3 separate regions of the Gossypium hirsutum genome follow, and regions 1 and 2 are each linked to region 3. A link is a contact called in public Hi-C data. All regions are on one chromosome and are shown on one strand. The core of a region is the stretch at or near the end of the contact, and the rest is flanking DNA. Distances in the headings are between cores, read along the strand shown.

The links. Hi-C and Micro-C count contacts between places; a contact is called where the count stands out from the background.
Region 1: a contact with region 3 is called in a Hi-C map of leaf, with 1.9 times the contacts expected there. The contact joins the promoter of LOC107957317 here to the promoter of LOC107957163 in region 3. A contact is called at or near these places in 4 of 34 Hi-C or Micro-C datasets (callus and leaf).
Region 2: a Hi-C map of leaf shows a contact between it and region 3, with 1.9 times the contacts expected there. The contact joins the promoter of LOC107896301 here to the promoter of LOC107957163 in region 3. A contact is called at or near these places in 2 of 34 Hi-C or Micro-C datasets (both in leaf).

The regions. Positions count from the first base shown.
Region 1 is chrA05:80,191,349-80,194,515 of Gossypium_hirsutum_v2.1, reverse strand. It overlaps LOC107957317 (probable inactive receptor-like protein kinase At3g56050), which reads left to right and starts at 1,450. Exons shown (of 8, transcript XM_016892821.2): 1 at 1,450-1,764; 2 at 1,859-1,997; 3 at 2,369-2,440; 4 at 2,545-2,688; 5 at 2,785-3,167. The coding sequence starts at 1,653.
Region 2 is chrA05:81,711,446-81,714,401 of Gossypium_hirsutum_v2.1, reverse strand. LOC107896301 (potassium transporter 4) reads right to left here and starts at 1,264. Exons shown (of 10, transcript XM_016821448.2): 1 at 1,038-1,264; 2 at 1-221. The coding sequence starts at 1,091.
Region 3 is chrA05:80,880,131-80,883,045 of Gossypium_hirsutum_v2.1, reverse strand. It overlaps LOC107957163 (cytosolic endo-beta-N-acetylglucosaminidase 1), which reads left to right and starts at 1,602. Exons shown (of 12, transcript XM_016892606.2): 1 at 1,602-1,988; 2 at 1,991-2,199; 3 at 2,675-2,812. The coding sequence starts at 1,697. It also overlaps the pseudogene LOC107957164.

The DNA.
Region 1 (3,167 bases), core at 201-2,700, 690 kb after region 3:
AAAATGTAAATGAAAACAAATAGAAAAAGTTAAAAAGAAAAGGCATAATTTTGAAAATACCCTTAACATTTATGGGTTTTAGCCCTTAACCTTTTTATTTTTTGATTGACACCCTTAATATTACGATTTTTTTTAAAAATCAGCCCAATTTTAACAGTAAATATGAGTTGATCGTCAATCAACTGCACGTCAACAAAATAGCTTATATGGCATGCTACATCAGCACGATGTAATAGATAATGTCATCTATAAAAAAATTGTTCTGAGTGCATCAAAACCAATGAACACTAACAGTGAAATAAAAAAAAATTCTTATACTATATTCATTCACCATGAAAGCTATGATTGTAATACTACTATTGATACAAACAAAAATAAAAAATTTCTTCTACATAGAATAGATCATCAAATTAATCGCAAATACTAATGAAAGCTAATAGCGAAACCAAAGAAAAAAAAGAAGATAATTTAATTAGTACCTTGTTAAAGTTCAGTTGAGTACCTCAATGGTGAAGAAAATAGTAGAAGTAATCAAGCATCTCCGATGACGACCCGAACTCCTTCGAATCGAGTCGAACACGACCCAAATTCGGTGACCCATCTGACTTTTTCTCCAACCTTTCTTCCTCTACGGACTTCTCTAGTTTCTACTTTTTAGAAACGTCTTCGGTTTCTTCGTCATTTTCCTATCTCTTGCACTCGATTCGAAGTCACCGTTGGCATCGTCTCTGGCATTAGGGTTTTGGGCGAAGGAGTTAAGGTTTTTGAGATCCATGTCTTCAGTTGGTGGGTTGGCCCTAGTGAGCTTCGACAATGCCTCTTTCTCCACCATTGAGGAAGATAAGATTTCAAACCTTAGAACGTTTGACAGTAGTGGAGGAGTTAATAGACTTTGCACAGAGGCTTTGTTTAGTTTCCCATGGGTAGATATGTGATGAGGAAAACGAATTGAGCTGCACATGTACTAGTTGATGCAGGAGGCTCCATTGGCAATAGAGACCGCAATGGAGCAAGATCATTGGTAGGTGGATTTCTAGAGAACGGATTTGTGAGAGGCTACTTGAGGAAATTTGTTGGTTTTGTTTTATTGGTTTCCATCTAATGCAAAAACCATGAAGAAGAAAGAGAGAAAGAAAGAAGAAGTAAGAATGGATATAAAATGAAAAAAAAATTATGACATTATGCTTACGTGGCATGCCACATAAGATACTTTGTTGATCTGTAATTTGATTGACTGTAAACTAATATTTACCGTTAAAATTAGACTGATTTTTTAAAAAATTGTAACGTTGAGAGTGTCAATACGGGCACAAAACCAAAATCCCCTAAATGTTGAGGGTATTTTTTGAAATTATGCCAAAAGAAAATTATCCGGAACCTTAATTTACCTTTATTATTTACTGCGGCTAAAAATGAAATAAGGGAGAAATTTGTAAAGGTTGATACGTTGTTCAGTGAGTCTTTTGAGTGTACGCGTTTTCAAAACCAGAAACAAATAGAAAAACAAGGAAAATTGTCTTAACTCTAATATCGTGTTAGATTCACCCACTGACTCAGCCGCGTTTCTTTTTTTTTTTTTGTTTTTTCTTCCTATCATAGTGAAAATTTTCTGGTTTTTTTTTTCGAGTGAAGACCTCTCAAACAAGAAGACGATGATGATGAAGAAGAACTGGAAGTTTGTAAGACTAAGACAAGAGTTTCGAGTTGGTGTTTTGCTGCTTTTATTATGTCAAAGTTTGGCTTGTTGGTCGTTGAATGAAGAAGGTAAACTTTTCACTTTTTTGTTTCAATTTTTGGGTTTGGTTTGTTTGTTGGGAAAATGGAGGGAAAACAATGGTTTTTGGTAATGGATATGCAGGATTTGCTTTGTTGAGACTAAGAGAGAGAGTGGTGAATGATCCATTTGGTGCTTTGTGGGCTTGGAAGGAAGAAAATGGAGAGATTAACCATTGTTCTTGGTTTGGTGTCGAGTGCTGTGATGGCAAAGTTATTGCTTTGTAAGTTTTTTTTGGCACCAATGTTTGTTTTTGGGTGGATGATGTTTGGTTTCCGAGAAAAGAAAGGAAACATAAATGAAATCTTCTGCCTTTAATAATTTCTTATTTACTTTTTGGTCGGGAGAGTATCATTTACAATTTTGAGATATGATTGTAAGTAGTAACATAATATCAAATACTAGCTTTGATATCTAATTTACCAAATTTCAATATATATATATTTATTTGTGAAATTGGGATTTTAAGTAGATTTTTTGGTCAGATAAAGGCACTGGTATTTGTGCTGAATACTGATTCAAAGTTTAGGCAAATTGTGATGAATTATTTCCTTTAATTTGTTTAAGGATTTGATGGACTGAATAAAAATGCAGGAATTTGAAAGATCTTTGTCTTGAAGGAACACTGGCACCTGAGCTTGGAACTCTAATTCATATTAAGTCTATGTAAGTATGATCTTTATCGGATTGTTGATATCAAAAGCAAAGTGCGATTTGGCGATCTACTTTTCTTGTATGCACTGTTCTGAAGCAATTGTTTTCCCCCACAGTATCTTGCGGAACAACTCTTTTACCGGAACTATCCCCGAAGGGATCAGCAAACTGAAGGAATTAGAGGTATTAGACTTGGGATACAATAATTTCAATGAATCGCTTCCATCTGGACTCAGCAACGATCTCTCCCTAACAATCCAGTAAGTCAACAATTCAATTCTCATACCCGGGGCAATGCTGTGTTTCTTTCTAGTCTTTTTTATTCAGTTATTTAATCCTTGTTTATGCTCTTGTAGGAACAGTGACCGATCTGAAGGTGCAGTGCTAAGGAGATTGCTGCAAGAAACGGCAAACACTTCTGCAAAGTCACCAAAAGCACCCCCTTTAAATTATAGTATGCCTCCATCTCCTCGTACATCTAGAGCTCCAACTCATCCTGCATCTTCTGAACCATCCACAAATAGTACATATTTAAGGGGTGCTCCTGTTCCACGACCTCCCTCTGCTCCTGCTTCTAAACCTTCTGGAAATGATACAGTACCTAATACTTCTGCTCCATCACCATCGGGAAGCAATCCTTCTATTCCTGACTCTAAGTCAAGTCATCAAGCAGCAATACTAGTCGGAAGCATAGGGGGTGGTACATTTCTTCTAATATTAATAATCATTGCCTATCTCT
Region 2 (2,956 bases), core at 15-2,514, 830 kb before region 3:
CCCAGCATGATAAACACATATTTAAGAAGGGGTATCAATGTAAGGGTCCAAAAAATCAAGGAAAATGCTCCAAATATTGCATCTTCATTCTGATGATCCTGCAAGTTCCCTATGAACGTGCTTGAGTAAACATAAAGAGGTGAAGTGCTCAGGTCTCCATACACCACCCCGAGGCTCTGGTATGCTAATATTAGGTTCCTGGAGAGATTGACCCATGAAAGCTGCAAAAGTGATTCAGGTACTTAAAACAATTTTGAGTTTCAAATAAAAACAAATGATAATGCCACGATTAATGCCGGAACACACCTAGACCCAAAACTCCAGCAAAAGCAGTGGTCAATATAGAAAAATATTGAGTAGAAAAGGAAATATCCTTTCTTTTTTTAATATATTAAAAGAAAAAAAATAAAGAATTAAAGAAATTCAGGCCAACATTTGATTTTACTAGGAATTAACACCAAAGTGATCATATGCATGTCATATTGGTTTTCAAGATGCGTTTTTTGATAACAGTGGCCATTAGATCAATGATTTTGCTCCAGTGATTTACATGTATAAGACACATTGATTGAACTGGAATTCAGAAATTGGTTTACTACGTATAAGCACAACATTCTAGCAAAAAAAAAGTGACCTTTATTCAACCTTCCTATAATCGGGGTGCGGATCCATGAGGAGGATAAAAAATATTTGAAATTTATGTTATAACTATATTATATCAGAAGAAAAGGTTGAAAGAAAGAAAGAAAGAAAAAAGATGACATGGACAGTAAAGTAAGCCGAAAAAAAGGCAGAGGTTAGGTTAGTAAAAAACTAAAAGCCTAAAAGAGTGACGAAGCTACTAGAGCAGCTTAATTGAATTTGAAAGTAGAGCTGTGACTGAGAGAAAGAGATAAGTAAAAAACAAGGGAGATGCCATCAAGATTGTAAAGCATCGGAAACCGAAGAGATCGCAGATAAGAAATGAAATCAAAATTGAAAACCAAATACACAAGAACAAGATTCAAAAATCTTAAAATAAATAAATGAACACTAACCGAGGAAGGATTTCGCGGAGGAGAAGGAATCGAAACTCCTGATTCCGGCCCCATTGAAAGCAGACTCAGAGAGTGTGTGTGTGTGTGCGTGTTCTTTCAATTCTGCGGCTCCCTAATCCTAATCCGAATCTCACCTCCCTCTATTGTTAATTTCATCTTACATTTCCATCTCCATTTTTATTCCATCTTATCTAATGAGCGTCCCCTCCAAATAAATCTAAAACTGCTTATGGTTCATTTATATGGTCTTTATATGTTATGATAATGACTTGTCTCATTCAATGACTCCAGTCCAGTAGTCGTTGGTTTGGTTGGATGGACTTGTACTCTTTTCCTTCTTAATTTTCTTTTTCTTTATATCTAATGAAAATCTAGTAAATAAAAAATATCACATTCGAAAGATACCTACTCAATGCTCAAACAAAAAAAAGATACCTACTCCTTCATTAATACTGCTTTTACTTTTTTTTTTTACTTATTTTTAAAAATAAATTATATTTACCCTACTGCTTTTTAAATAAAATTTAAAAATAAATTAATATTCTTTTTTATTTTGTATTTATGCATGTGCCTCTTTATTTTTATATGAATGAAAAAAATTATATAAAATATATTTATTAAAAATTTACTTAGAAAATAAATAAAAAGAGATTGTTAAATTCATGGTGTCTTACCCTTATATTTAAATCTTATTGTATGTTAGATTTTATCTTTTTTTAAAAAAAAACTTTTAAAAGATAAAAAAACCACTTTTATAATGATATAAATTTATGAAAATAATAATTTTTTTGTTATTTTAAACTAAATTAATGTTGATTAACTCATAACACCAACTCAATTAAAATTTTAAATAATAATATATATTCATTTCTCTATAAAATTATAAGTACTCAATTTCGAATCTCACCAAATGCAATTGTTATGTGTGAGTTTTTGATATCATCATGTATAGTTATCATAATTGAGCAGGCCCAGGCTTAAGGGTTGTTTCAGAGTGAAACCGCCTGGCTCAGGGTTGGAAGGGGTTCAAAAAAAAATTTAACTTTTAATGTGAGAAAAAAATTAGACTAAAATAAATTAATTAAATGTCTACGACTTTCAGTTTTTGACCTTAAATGCTTATCTCCTAAGGTACTAATTTTTTTTTAACTTTTATTATATTACATTTTATAATTTTTTTTAAAAAAGGTTCAATTTATTGTTTCGTCTAGAGTCTAAAAATATCGAGAATCAGCCTATAAGTAAGATTAAACCCATAGATAAATTTTATCCGAATTATTCTAACTCTTTATTTTATGTTTTATATTGATTTAATATACTTATATTTATAGTTATATTATTCTTGTAACAGTAATATAATTATAGTTGTAAAATCGAAATTAAAAAAAAGAGAGGCTTAACTAGAGTACAAGACTACATATTCAAGTAAGTTATTGACCATAAAATTGCACTGATCGACTCTTCGAGGACCGAAAGCGTACACCACGGCCTTGGTATGTGGCCCTCATCCTAAACCAAAAAGCAACTTGACTTTGTACTTGTAGTACGAATAAATAAATAATGGTTAATTATTAAAACTCCTCCAATTCTTATTCAAATGTTAAAATATTCTTATTAAATATTAAAGTAATAATATTTTATCAATTTAATCCTTTTATTGATCTAATCATTAGTTTAGATATTAAACACATGTATAAATCTAGCATGAAACATATTTAAAACATATGAATTTATTACATGAATAATTTAGACATGATAAGTTAAAAAAAAAAAGAAATACCTAATGATACTAGTCATTAGTTTAACATTATATCCAAACTATTAATAAAGAAGGTATACAAATATTTACAATTTAATCTATGTGTTTTAAATATGCTCGATTTTATATTTGCGTAAGTTGAAATGTAAGGTGAAGGAAG
Region 3 (2,915 bases), core at 353-2,852:
TAATTATGGTAATTATATAGGGATAAATCTCGTGAGAAACAGAGGAAGAAAAATTTACAAACAAAGAAAGAACGAGAGCAACAAGAATCAAAACCTGAGAAACCCGAAAGGGCCACATACGCTGCCGCCCCTGTCATGAAGAAGAAAACTGCTAAACAGAGACGTGCTGCCCAAACCATTGAAGATGAAGAGGAATTGACCCGGGAATATCGGCTATTGAAGAAACTAAAAAAGGGGGCTATTGATGAAACTGAGTTTGCAAAGTTGACAGGAACTGAAGATTTAGTTTGAACTTTCAAGTATGTAGTTTTGCAGGGTTTGACTTGCCCTTTCCCTTTCTGAAGGAAGAGCTTGAGGCGTACGGCCGTTACTTTTTCTAGAAGACCAATTCTCTACAGCTCTTTTAACAATGGATTTTGGAAAGTAGAGTTTTGGTGTTCAAGTGATGGAAAGTAGACGCGCAGCATATTGATATGTCTGAATTTATATAATTGTTCCAATCTCTGAATTTCTTTATTTCACATTTGATTTTGTTGATTCAGTCACTACAACTATTGTAATGTGTATGTTAGGGGAACCAGATTTATACATTTGATTTTAGAGTGTTAGCGATTAAAAAAATAGAAGCAGAAAGAGTTTTACTTTTACCTACCTAAGTACCTCTTTGCCGCGAGTTTAATCATTAGTCAAAATTGAAGATGCCAAGTAATTTTTTAGAAAAATGTCACAGTTTTATTTTAATAAAAAAATACTAGTTAAATTTAGCCTAAAACCAGTCGAAGTTATATATGGAACATGGATTTATAATTGTAGTACATAGATTTATCATTGGTAGTGCCTATAGCGGATAGACACTAAAGTTGACATCTACATCCGATTCTGTATGACATCATATTATGTTTCTGAAGTAACTCATATCAAACGTGCTCAATATACAATATGATAAAATCATATAAATACATATTAATTATAATCTAATTAATTAGGGGTTAAGCAAAGCGTAATGCGAGATTAGGATTTAAATCCCAACTCTTTTCATAAAATTTCAACATTATTTCTCAAAATAGGAAATTCATGTTTTGAGACAGATCTAATTTTATTTTTAATAACTTTTGTTTCAATATTAGTATGTCTTAAGACATGCCATTGAGGTTCACGAGACAATACTCTTTAGCCTCCCTGTTTTCTTATTTGTGTGATATGCCTTCAATTTTATGAGATTGTAAGACAACACATCCATATTTGTTTTTTGAAAAGGAAGGCATATCAACATTAGTGACAAAAACGTTAAACCCCGGAGCAGCAGGGGCATAATGAAGGTTGGATTGTTGGATCTCAGAGATCCATTGGTCACAGTTTTGCTGAACTGTGAGCATTGCGAGGTGGACTCTCGCTCACAAAAAAGAAAGGGGCATATATGAACATCACATCTCATTGTTGCATCTTCAATTATTAGGTGCATGAAAAACAATCGTATACTTGATCTGCTAATATCTGAATGCATGCAGGGACCATGCCCCATCATCCAATCCCAACATGTGTTTCGAAGAAGGCAACCAATCAATGTGCTATAAAAGGCAGCAGCTGTCTACCTTTAAATTCCGATGCTTTATTTCCTATGGTCAAACAAACAAACTAACATGAAGGCACCTTGAAATTTAGCTTTCAAACTCACATCACATGTTCACCCAAGTCAATGCTTCGCCTCCTCTATTTTCTCCGTCTCTTTAAAACCCGTAGAACTCTCTTATATCTCCACAATTTCTTCACTTCAATCCTCAAACCCATCACCAATCTCATCGCAAAAATCATGCCCAATCAATCCGATGACCACAACTCCGATCCCCCACCACCACCCTTCGACCCATCAAAGCCCTCCATTCCCATCTCTTACCCCATCAACTCCCTTGAAGACCTTGACTCCGCTTCTTACTTTACTTCTTTTCACTACCCTTTTAATAAATCCACTGTTCCTCTCCATCCCCCAATTCAGCTTTGCCTCCAAGGCCCAGGCTTTTGGTTTGCCATGACATGCAAGGTGGCTACGTCGATGATAAGTGGATCCAGGGTGGCCATAATTCCGGCGCTTACGCCATCTGGCACTGGTATTTGATCGATGTTTTTGTTTATTTTTCTCATAATTTGGTCACCCTGCCTCCTCCTTGTTGGACCAATACTGCTCATAGGCATGGAGTTAAGGTCAGTTCCCTCATTTTTTTTTCCTGATTGAAAAGTGTTTAATTCGGCTTATTTCAAGTGGAATAATGGTGGGTTTAGCTGACTCAATTGATAAAGCCAGGCGATGTATGAATTTATGGTTTTTCTTTCTAAATATATATTTTGCTTAAGTAAGGAAATGGGTTTAGGCTAAAAGAAAGGTTCCTTATCTCCACTGGGCCTTAAAAAGAGTTCTAGTTAACTATAATTGCTTTCTTATGAACAGTTTGCTTAAGTTGCATTAACAATTGCGATAAATTTTAATGATCTATAGAAAAGCACAATCTTTTTCTTTCTGCTCAATCAAGAAATGGTTTCTGACCTTTTCCGGTGTAGCTCATGTGTTATGGTGATCCAGCGTGTTTTGAAAGCTTGTTTCGTTTTCTTTGGATTATGGTGTTTTAGAGACTAAAGGAAGCTTTATATATGTTTTTTGTCTGTGTCTGTGGAATCTAAGGTATTGGGGACATTTATCACAGAATGGGATGAAGGCGCAGCTATTTGCAAGAAGCTGCTTTCCACTAAAGAGTCTGCTCACAAGTATGCTGAACGCTTGGCAGAGCTCGCTGTTGCTTTAGGCTTTGATGGATGGCTGGTATATGCTACACAACAATCAAAAAGCTCAGCACATACACACATGCACCATGTTACATACAAAGATACTAAGTTTTTAGGGCAAGGAAAGATGAAATTAAGAG